Linked DNA regions of Macaca mulatta: region 2 is linked to region 1. Evidence: chromatin contacts called from public Hi-C data. All regions are on one chromosome and are shown on one strand. Each heading gives the region's core, a stretch centred on a gene start, on an enhancer-like site or on the middle of the called end of the contact. The rest is flanking DNA. Distances are from core to core; before and after follow the strand shown.

Region 1 (5,070 bases), core at 734-3,233:
TCAATGGTTAGGTCTAGAAAAAAGAGACTTCATCCCTTCTTAGCAAAATTGATTGCGTGTGTGTTTTAGACGAAAATTCTAAAACTTTACTGCTTATTCTTTTATAGCTAATCGTAATCTGCTAGTTTTGAAGGCCAGCAAGAGGGCTAAACAATGCTTGTGCAGAGGCCTGGCGACCTCAAGACAGGTAGGGAAAAAGAGGAAGAACAGAAGAGGAGGGATGTGATTGACAGGAAGCGTATGGAACAAATGTGGAGGGCTTACTATGTGCCGCTAGGAACACCCACTCACTTTAATCAATTTCATTCTCTTGTCAACATTAGAAGAAATCTTTAGTCCCATTTTACAGATTGGGCAACCAAGGCCAGAGAGGTTAAGTCATTTACCCCAGGACACACAGCTGATAATTATGGGGTTAGGATTGCAAGATGCAGCAAAATAAAATGAAGGACATCCAATTATATTTGGATTCCAAGTAAACAATGTAAAAAAATAGTGAAAGTATATCCCATGTAAAACTTCAGACTTATACTAAAAATTTAACTGGGCATCCTGTATTCTACCTGGCAACTGTTGCAGAGATTCAAATTCAGTTCTCTTTGTTATTTCCCAGACACCCCTTTACTATGGGACACATATAATACTGTAGAATATGTGATCAGTACCAGCAGATACTGGTTGAGTTCAGGCCTCAAGCTTCACATCTGCCATTTTGCTTGAAACCCTTTAATCCTTATATCACCTATCAAGTAGGTACTATCATTGTTCCCACTTTATAGACGAGGAAACTGAGGCTCCTCAAGATGAAATAACTTGATCACAGTGACACAACCAGAAAGTAATAGAGCCCATGCTTGAACCCAGATCTGTTTTGCTCAAGGATCGTCACTCAAAAAAGAAAATGGTTAAGATTTAACCCATGCACAGAAAAGCACTTGATATGTAAATGTACAGTTCAACGACATGTCACAAACACCTGTGGAGCCACCAACCAGATCAAGAAAGAAAAGATGTCCAGCTCCCATTAGGTGTCCTGCTCCGTCATGAGAAGGGCTCCTCTGCCAGAGCTTCTCTGGGAACTCTTTGACTGCGGGCATTACTGTTCCCATTTTACAGATGTGGACACAGAGGTTCAGAGAGGTGCTGTGACTTGCCCAAGGTCACAGAGCTTGGAAAGCAACAGACTCAGAGAGGGCAAGTGATCATGATCACCCAGAGGTCACACCGCTAAAACTTATCACCTGATAAAACTGCAAACTAAATACCAAAAACCAAAACTGCGCTTTATTGGGTGTTTACTATTTGCAAGGCACCGTGCTAAGCTACTTGGTCGACAACAGTAGCAGTTGCAGCAGCAGCAAGCACTCTGCCACTTGAGGTGCACACTCCCCATGTCAGGCAGCTTGGTACTTTGCGAAATCCGCTCAGTGAATTTTTCCAGCGACCCTATGGCTTGGGCTTGGGTCTCGAACCCATTTTACAGAAGAGGACACTGAGGCTGGAAGGCTGAGGCCCCTGCTGGATATGCTTAGCCGGCCTGGCACCGGGTATGCCCGGCTCCCCGGGAGGCTGCAGGAGGGCCAGGTGGCATTCAAGGAGTTAAGCGGTAGGCAGTGCTGTGGCTCCGTGCGAGGAGCGCGCCGGGCTGAGGCGCGCTGCTGGCGGCGGCGGCAGCGGCGCAGGGAGCTAGGGCTGGAGACGTGAAGTCCGGGGGAGCGAGCGAGGCAGCCGAGGAGGCAGGGGCGAGGCAGCCAGCGAGAGCCAGACGGCTGGAGCCTCGCGCCGAGCCGCAGCCAGTGTCCTGCGCGCACCGGGCCCAGGCATCTCCATCCCCTGGGCGGGTGCCCGCGCGGGGCCTCGTCGCGGTTCGGGGCATCGCAGTGCCGCCCGCCCGAGCGCCAGGCTCGTAGGAGCCCGGCTTTCACTTCCTCTCGCTTCCGCCCGCCTCCCTGGCTTGCCGGCTGGCGTCGCCACCGCCTCCTCGTCCCTGGCCACCGCTGTCGCCGCTGCTGCAATTCAAGGCGCACACTCTCCCACTTTCCCACTGGAGGTGCAGAGGATGCCCCTTGAGCCAGACCTGGAGAAATAGCCCCAGGGCCCGGCAGGAGGAGCCTTGGTAGCGAGAAAAGAAATCCAGGCTCCGCTTTCCTTGAAGGCACTGCAGCAGCTGGGAAGGCGCCCACAGAGCGGGCGCGCCAAGCGGGACGCGGGAGTCGCAGAGAGGGACCCCGGGTGCCTGCTGAGCTCCGCTGGCAGAGTTTACAAGTGACGGAGACCCTTCAGGTAAGGACTCAGGTGCCTGGCCCTGGGAAGAGGGTTCCAGGAGGGAGCGGGGCGCGGAGCTGGTGCGAAATGTGTTCTGTCCCCAGATCTGGGCTTCGCTTTCTAGACGCTTCCCCGCAGGTCGGGGGCTCGTTGTCCAGAGCCCGGCGAGTGAAGAACCCAGAGTGGTGACAGCCCAGCTCTGCGTAGATGACAAACTTTCTCTCTTCTGGCAGAGGGTGGGACATTCCGGCTCATCCAGGCATCTTTCCTCTGGGCATTCCTGTGCCCCCTACACGCATGCATTCAAGGGCTTCTCCCGCGGAGGTGGGCCAGCGGGGAGGCAGTGGGCCCCGTAAATTTGATTTATGAATCACCCTCTTTCTGGCCAGTGCAGAGTAACAAGGGAGAGGGAGCTAGTCATATTTCCAAGTTGGCTGTAGAAGATGTTTCTTGGGGGTGATACTCTGGTGAATGAGGCTGCCTGTCATCTGATGCCAACAGCCAGAGCTGCCCAGGCAATGGGCTTTGTGTAGGGTGCCTTGCAGATTTGCTTATGTCCATTCTGAGGTGTGCGTGTGCGTGTGCGTGTGTGTGTGTGTGTGTGTGTGTGTGTCTAAAGAGAGAGAGGGAACTAGAGACTAGGGGACCAACTCAGCCAAATCGCCTTCTTGCAAGCCCTTCCAGCAGCCCCAGGTATCTTCGAAAGAGCCAACTCACCTCCTTGGCAGAACCACTAGGAAGGGTGGAGGTCACTTCCTAATTCTTACAGCTTCAAAGGGGCTACTCCTTAGGTGAGCAAAAAAATAGGGGAAGTTTCCTGGGCTGCTCAATGAGACCATTCCTATTGGAGCCTGGGGAGGTGCAAACTTTTTGCAGAAAAGGGGCTGGAAGGGCCACATGGAGAGGGGCTCCTGGCATTCTCATCCTCACACTCCAGGCCCCTAGAGGCTCTGCTGAGCCCCGCACACAGCTCGTGAGTTTGGTTAGATGGTTTTTTTCTATTAGTAAAAAGCATGCTCCAAGGAGGTCACCTGGTCTCTGAGGATCATTTTGGAGCTGCCCCTGTGGTCATAGCCCCATAGATGGCATGGTGCTACCTACTTGGGCTTGGCATCTGCCTCTGAGGAGTAGCATTACTGTGTTTAAAAAAAAAACAGTTCTTGGGGTGTGACGTGGGATTCTGATCTCAGGCCAAGTTAGGAGCTGCACCCCTAGGCTGCCAAAACCCAAGAATTCCTCCAGGGCGTCAGAATCTGACGTTGATGTCCTGGAAAAAGCCCTGGGTCTGGGTCAGGAGGTTGAGCTTCAAGCTGGCTCTCATTTGCTGTGTGACTTTGGGCAAATCACTAGACCTCTCTGGGCTTCAGTTGCGGCTTCTCAAAAATGAAGAGATTTCATGTATCATCAGAGGTCCCAGTTCAGTTCAGACACTCTATGGCCCTGAGTGATTGTCACTGATGAGATTTTCATAATCCCAGGAGGGGATCTTAATTTAGAATTTAAGAAACCTAGGTCTCAGATCAGATCTGAGTTTGACCAGTCACTTCCCTCTCCACACTTCGGCTCCTCCACTGTAGGATGGGGAGCTCCCAGTTCCTACTTTAGAGAGCTGTTGAGAGGGCTAACTGAGATGGTGCCTGGAGGGTGCTGAGTGTAGAGTTTAGCAAAGAGTGAAGCTCCACGGTGCCAAGGCTACCTGCTTTCGGGTCTTGTGTGTGGGCATCTATCTGGATGCTGTTTTCCCCAGGGAGGCTGGCCCTGTCCCACCGAACACCAGGTGATCCTTGACTGCATGGCAGGGCCCTTGTTCTCTCCAGTCACCTGACACTGCAGTCCCCGCCCTCTCTCTGCTTTCTCATAAAATCTCTGCTGGACCAGCCACTCCTAGTGGGGAGCCCACGGTGGTCTGGGAGCTCTGGGTGCATCCAGCTGCTGCATCGCCAGGACATCAGGAGGTGGAGGTAGGCAGTCTCCATGGCTTCAACTTTGCAGCTCTCTAGGGACCAGGGCAGAGAAGTTCAGGATGTCTGCGTGTAGGGCACTCAGTCAGCTGATGCTTGAGAACTACCCCATGCTGGGCAGACAAGGCTACTGTTCTTGGCAGGACAAGTCACGCTGGGGAAAGAAGTGTCTTACAGCAGTGTGTGTGTACGTGTGTGTGTGTGTGCATGCGTATGCTCGCATGGGAGGATGCTGAAATTGTCAGGGAATTCAGTGGACTGGTCAGTGAGATTATTTTCTGCGTGGTTCTGAGGCTTGTGGGTTGCCCCAGGTGTATGCTGAAACCATCAGTGGGGAAGGCAGACCCCATCCCAGTGACATGGATTGAATTCATGGGGGACAGGAGCAATTCCACTGTGTGCTTGCTTAGTCTGTAGACTTGACTTTTAAGACTCTGAGAAAAACGAAAAATTTGCTTTCATGGTAGAGTAAGGTGTGTGTGTGGACACCTGTGTGAATGTGTGCATATGTGTGCATTCTCATGCAGGAGTGTGCTCATGTGCTTGTGTGATCATAACTTACATGAGAATCATAAGTGTGAATAGTGTCAATGTGAGTGTGTACTTGGTGTCTGATGGATTTATGAGCTTGAGTGTGCATGTCTATGGATTTATGAGTGTGTGTGTGCATGCCTGCAAGAGAATGGGTGCACGTTTAAATCGGTGCAAGGGTGGGTATGTATATACGCTTGTGAATGTTAAGCAGTTGTATATATGTGAGTCATGTGTGTCTGGGCTAAGCAGGTGCATGCCTGCACAGATGCGCATGTGTGCTCTAGGGGGTCTGTGCAGAAATACCCGTGTT
Region 2 (5,070 bases), core at 903-3,402, 390 kb after region 1:
TGGCTCAAGCCTGTAATTCCAGCACTTTGGGAGGCCAAGGCAGGCAGATCACTTGAGGTCAGGAGTTGAAGACCAGCCTGGCCAACATAACGAAACCACGTGTCTATTAAAATACAAAAAAATTAGCCGAGTGCAGTGGCACACGCCTGTAATCCCTGCTACTCAGGAGGCTGAGGCAGGAGAATCGCTTGAATCCAGAAGGTGGAGATTGCAGTGAGCCAAGATCACATCACACTCCAGCCTGGGTGACAGAGCAAGACTGTCTCAAAAAAAAAAAAAAAAAAAAAAATTAGCCTGTGTGTGCCTGTAGTCCCAGCTACCAGGGAGGCTGAGATGGGAGGATCACTTGAACCCAGGACATGGAGGTTGCAGTGAGCAAGATCACGCCACTGCACTCAAGCCTGGGCAACAGAGTGAGATCCTATTTCAAAAAAGATAGATATGTGATTGATAGATAGATAGATAGATAGATAGATAGATAGATAGATAGATAGATAGATACATACATACATACATACATATATACATACCTAGTTTGCTCTGTGCCAGATGTATAGAATCTCATTTCACCCTCACATAAAACCCTGTAAAGCGGTAATATCACATTGTGTGCAGTTTACAGAAAAGCCTAGACAGATGATCAACTAGATCAAGTCACTTGCTGAATGTGATTCAGTTTGCAAGTGGCAGAGCTGGGATTTGAACCCAGGGCTATGTGACTCCTAACAGTGACACCCACAACCACCACCTAGCCCTGCCTCCAAGAGCAGTACCTGTCACAGAGGAGGTCAGATCTTGAAGCATCAAGCCTTCTGCAAATCCTGAACTGGATGCCAAAAGCAAGGTAGGCCGTTTGTCCCCATTTTACAAGTGGGGAAAGTGAGGCTAGGAGTAACATGCCCACGGTGACACAGAGAGTAAATGGCAAAGTCTGAATTTGAGCTCAGGTCTCTCTGACTCCCCAGAATCTGAACTGCTGATTTCTAAATACTTAGTGTTTCTGGGGCACCTCCCTAGATGTTTAATTTCAGTATTTGTGGATTAAGATGGAGGTTTCCATTCTCTGCTTCAAGGAAAAAATTTCTCTATGGGAAGCCAAAAGAACTAGCCAGATCCTTCTGGAGAGGATACAAATTAAAAAGTCAGGGAGGACCGAGGGGGTGGCTCATGCCTGTAATCTTAGCGCTTTGGGAAGCCAAGGTGGAGGAAGAGCTTGAGGTCAAGAGTTTGAGACCAACCCTGGTGACATAGCCAGACCCTGTCTCTAAAGAAAATAAAAAATCAGAAATAGGTCGGGCGCGGTGCCTCACGCCTGTAATCCCAGCACTTTGGGAGGATGAGGCAGGCAAATCTTCTGAGGTCAGGAGTTCGAGACCAGCCTGGCCAACATGGTGAAACTCCGTCTCTACTAAAAATACAAAAATTAGCCGGGCGTGATGATGTGCGCCTGTAATCCCAGCTACTCGGGAGACTGAGGCAGGAGATCGCTTGAACCCCGGAGGCGGAGGTTGCAGTGGGCCGAGATCGCGCCACTTCCCTCCAGCCTGGGCAACAGAGTGACTCCGTCTCAAGAAAAAAAAAAAAGAAAAGAAAAGAAAAAGAAAACTCGCCGGGCGTGGTGGCACGCACTTGTAGTCCCAGCTACTTGGGAGGCTGAGGTGGGAGGATTGCTTGAGCCCAGGAGGTGGAGGCTGCAGTGAGCTGCAATTGCTCCACTGCACTCCAGCCTGGGCGACATAACGAGATCCTGTATTTTAAAAGAAAACAAAAGTTGTTTAAGTCAGGGAGGAAAAGACACAGAGAGGGAAAGAGAAAATTAGAAGGCGGCGGCAAATTCAGCAGCACGGGGTGGAGGCTAAGAACAGGGGCTGCGCAGTCAAGGAGGCTAACAGGGTGAAGGGGTGGAAAGCATCTGCTTCTTCATTTCACGCCAGGGAAAAATGAGGCACACGACAGCGGATCCGGGACGAGGAGACCCGAGGAAGGCACCGCCGTGGAACTTAGAATTTCCGGGCCAGCCACCTAGCGTGCCGCAAATCCCCACGCGCGTCGGGTTTCCAGCACCTGCTCCTCCCGTCTGTGGCCTAGGCTCCGCCCCTCCCGCTGCTTATTGGCTGCTACATGAACGGGACAAACGCAAGCGACAACCAATGGGAGTGGCCCACGGCGCGTCTTTCCCGGGGAAGCCGAGGCGGACGCGGGAACCCGGAAATGCGAGGGAAGGACAAGTGGAGAAAGCCAATCCGCCGAGACGAGGGCTGCGGGCGGTTCAATGGCGAGTCGCCGAGGGCGGGGCCAGAGGCCGGCGGAGAAGGAGGACCCGGGAGCCGGCGGCCTCGGAGCTGGGAGCGCGGGGAAGGCGGTTGGGGTTCTGACAGCCGCGCGCGGTGAGAAGGGGGCAAGCCCGAGGGGCTCGAGAGGACGGAGCCGGGAAGGGTGCGGCGGGGCCGCGAGCTCTGGGCGGGGTTCGGGAAGGGGAGGCTCTGCAGTCCTGGAGGGGACTTGGACCGGTCCCCTCTCCTCTCCCGGCCTCAGTTCTCCTTTTCTTGGGAAGTGTGGGGGAGAGATTCGCGCCTCCTGGAACGCATTCCTTCCCCGCACACACCCCTGGCACCGGCGAACTGCCCCTTGCCTGTACCGCCCCGTCCAGGAGCCTGTCCCCTCGGGAAGCCACCCCTGGACCCGCGCAGCACTCCAGGCGCACCCGTTAAAGCTCATCGCAAGCCATTTCTCATGTTCTGTGGCAAAGGGCCAGGCTCCACATAAGACTCCGAACCCCCGATCCATCAGTCATTCCCGGGTCAGTACCAGCCCAGAGCAGGTGCACAGGCCCTGCTTAGTAATAAGGTAGAAGTTGAGACCCGGGGACCGGGCTCAGAGGCCCTGGTGTTTCCTTCCGGATGCCTCTGTTTACCTCTTGTGGGCCTTCTGGAATTTAACTTATGCTCTCTGTGCCTTGGTTTCCCTTGTCTGTAAAATAGAGCTAGGGGTAGCTCTTCTTTCATAGGGTGGCATGAGGGTGAAATGAGGCAATGTGTGGCCAGTACACAGCTCAGCACCTAGCACACCATAGTTGCTTAATAAGTGCTTATTGTTAGCATAGTGTTTGCATACCTGGCCCCCCTCCACTTCCACTGCCAGCCCCAAGTACATACAAGCCCTGTTGTCACTGAGGCCAAGCACTGTGGCCCACAGCCTGAGTTCCTTTCGAGATGCTCGAACTGCTCCTCCTCCTGGTGGGGTCCCTTCTGGACAGGCCAGAAACGGAAGGCCAGAGAGGGGAAGGGCACTGTGGGAGCTGTGGCTGAATATCAAGGTGAGGGCAATAAATGAGGCCACCCAACAGTTGTGCTTATCAAAGATTGGGTGTCAGAAGTGCTGTGGCTGATCTGCATGTGTGCCTGTCAGTCATTTGTGTCCCAAATGTTTGACATATGTCCACAAATCCAGTGTCTGTAGTCAGAAGCCACAGGGATGTATGGAAAGGGGGAACACGTTAGAGCCGTGGGGTTCCTGAGTTCCAGGTCCTAAGGCTGTCACTTGCTCCCGGCGAGACTTTGGGCAAGGGACTTCACCTCTCTGAACCTCAGTTCCCTCACCTGGAGAGTGGGATGAAAACATCAGCTCAAGTTGAAGACTATGACCCATGGGAGGCCTTTGTTGCTTAGCACAGGGCCTGGATTACAGCAAGTGCTCAATAATTGTTGGACCACAGCAGTGTTATTTTCACAGTCACACTGCTCAGGAGGTGGCACCAGTCCTTCTAGGCTGGTCCCTCCTCTAGTGAGATCCACTCCTTGACTTGCCCCCACCCCGTCTCTCTAGTGAGCTAAAAGAGGAAGTCTCCAAACCCATCTTCCTGGCTGAAGTCACGCCGTGTCCTGAACGTGTCTATTTCTCCTGTGACTCTTGGCTCCTTGCAGATCCTGCTGTGTCTCAGCTGCCTGTGGACATGCGCAAAGGGCCCTCTCCTGAGTCCAGATGATGCTCATGCCGATGGCTTCAGTGATGGCGGTGACTGAACCGAAATGGGTCTCAGTCTGGGGCCGCTTCCTCTGGGTGACGCTGCTGAGCATGGTGCTGGGGTCCCTGCTGGCCCTGCTGCTGCCCCTGGGGGCTGTGGAAGAGCAGTGCTTGGCTGTGCTCAAAGGCTTCTACCTGCTCAGGAGCAAACTGGACAGGGCGCAGCATGCCGCCGCCAAGTGCAGCAGCCCATCCACGGAGCTCAGCATCACCTCCAGGGGCGTGACGCTGCTGGTGGCCAAGACCAAGGCCTCTCCAGGTAAGAGACTGGCTGTCTTCCTCAATGTTTGTTAACTAAGCAGACAGACATAGAATGTGTGCCATGTCCTGTGTGCAGGGCATCGGGGTATTGTGAACAAGTCAGCCCTGAGCTCCTAGTATAGACAAGGTGACGTGACTGAGACAGTGTCACAAGTGTGGTGATGGGGAAGCACAAAGGGCTGTAGGAGCATACCAGGAAGGCTCCCTAGAGGAAGTGACACCTGAGCTGGGACCCAGTTGTTAAGTAGGAGTCATCCAAGGAAAAGGACTCCAGGCAGAGACCAGAGGTTAGCTGTCATAACTGACATAACTGTCATAAGAGAGCCTGGGGGCATTCGAGGAACTAAAGGAAGTTGAATGTGTGGAGCTGATCCTCAGGTGGCCGAGAGGGGCCAGGACAGGAAGGCTATGGCTAGAGTAGGCTCCCCACCTCCACCAGTTCTCTGTAGTGGGGACTGAATGTGCATTGTCAGATGATGGTGGCATCCCTGGCCTCTCCCCATGAGATGCCTGTAGCACCCCTACCACCACCCCAATTATGACAACTAACCAGGTCTCCAGACATCACCAAATGTCCCCTGGGGCGCACAATCAAACCACTGGGTTAAAAGAGTGAAAGAACAGTCCTGCGATGGTAAAGCCCCCAGGGTCTAGGAAGAGTGGGGAGTTGTTAACACCTTTGGGCCCCTGCAGGCCCAAAGGTGTGTCACCAGCACAGGACGAGCTGGAGATGTAGGAGAGGGCCTACATTGGGAGCTGTGGCCAATGGGAAAGGTCCAGCACAGA

Evidence for each region. A called contact is a pair of places that touch in the nucleus more often than the background predicts.
Region 2: a contact with region 1 is called in a Hi-C map of fetal cortical plate, with 2.0 times the contacts expected there. The contact joins the promoter of FICD here to the promoter of WSCD2 in region 1. A contact is called at or near these places in 2 of 14 Hi-C or Micro-C datasets (fetal cortex germinal zone and fetal cortical plate).

The regions. Positions count from the first base shown.
Region 1 is chr11:115,258,680-115,263,749 of T2T-MMU8v2.0, forward strand. It overlaps WSCD2 (WSC domain containing 2), which reads left to right and starts at 1,984. Exons shown (of 8, transcript XM_077954859.1): 1 at 1,984-2,283; 2 at 2,370-2,524.
Region 2 is chr11:115,643,829-115,648,898 of T2T-MMU8v2.0, forward strand. FICD (FIC domain protein adenylyltransferase) reads left to right here and starts at 2,153. Exons shown (of 3, transcript XM_001095158.5): 1 at 2,153-2,387; 2 at 3,924-4,282. The coding sequence starts at 3,982. All of the region lies in intron 1 of LOC107001006 (a long non-coding RNA gene), which reads right to left.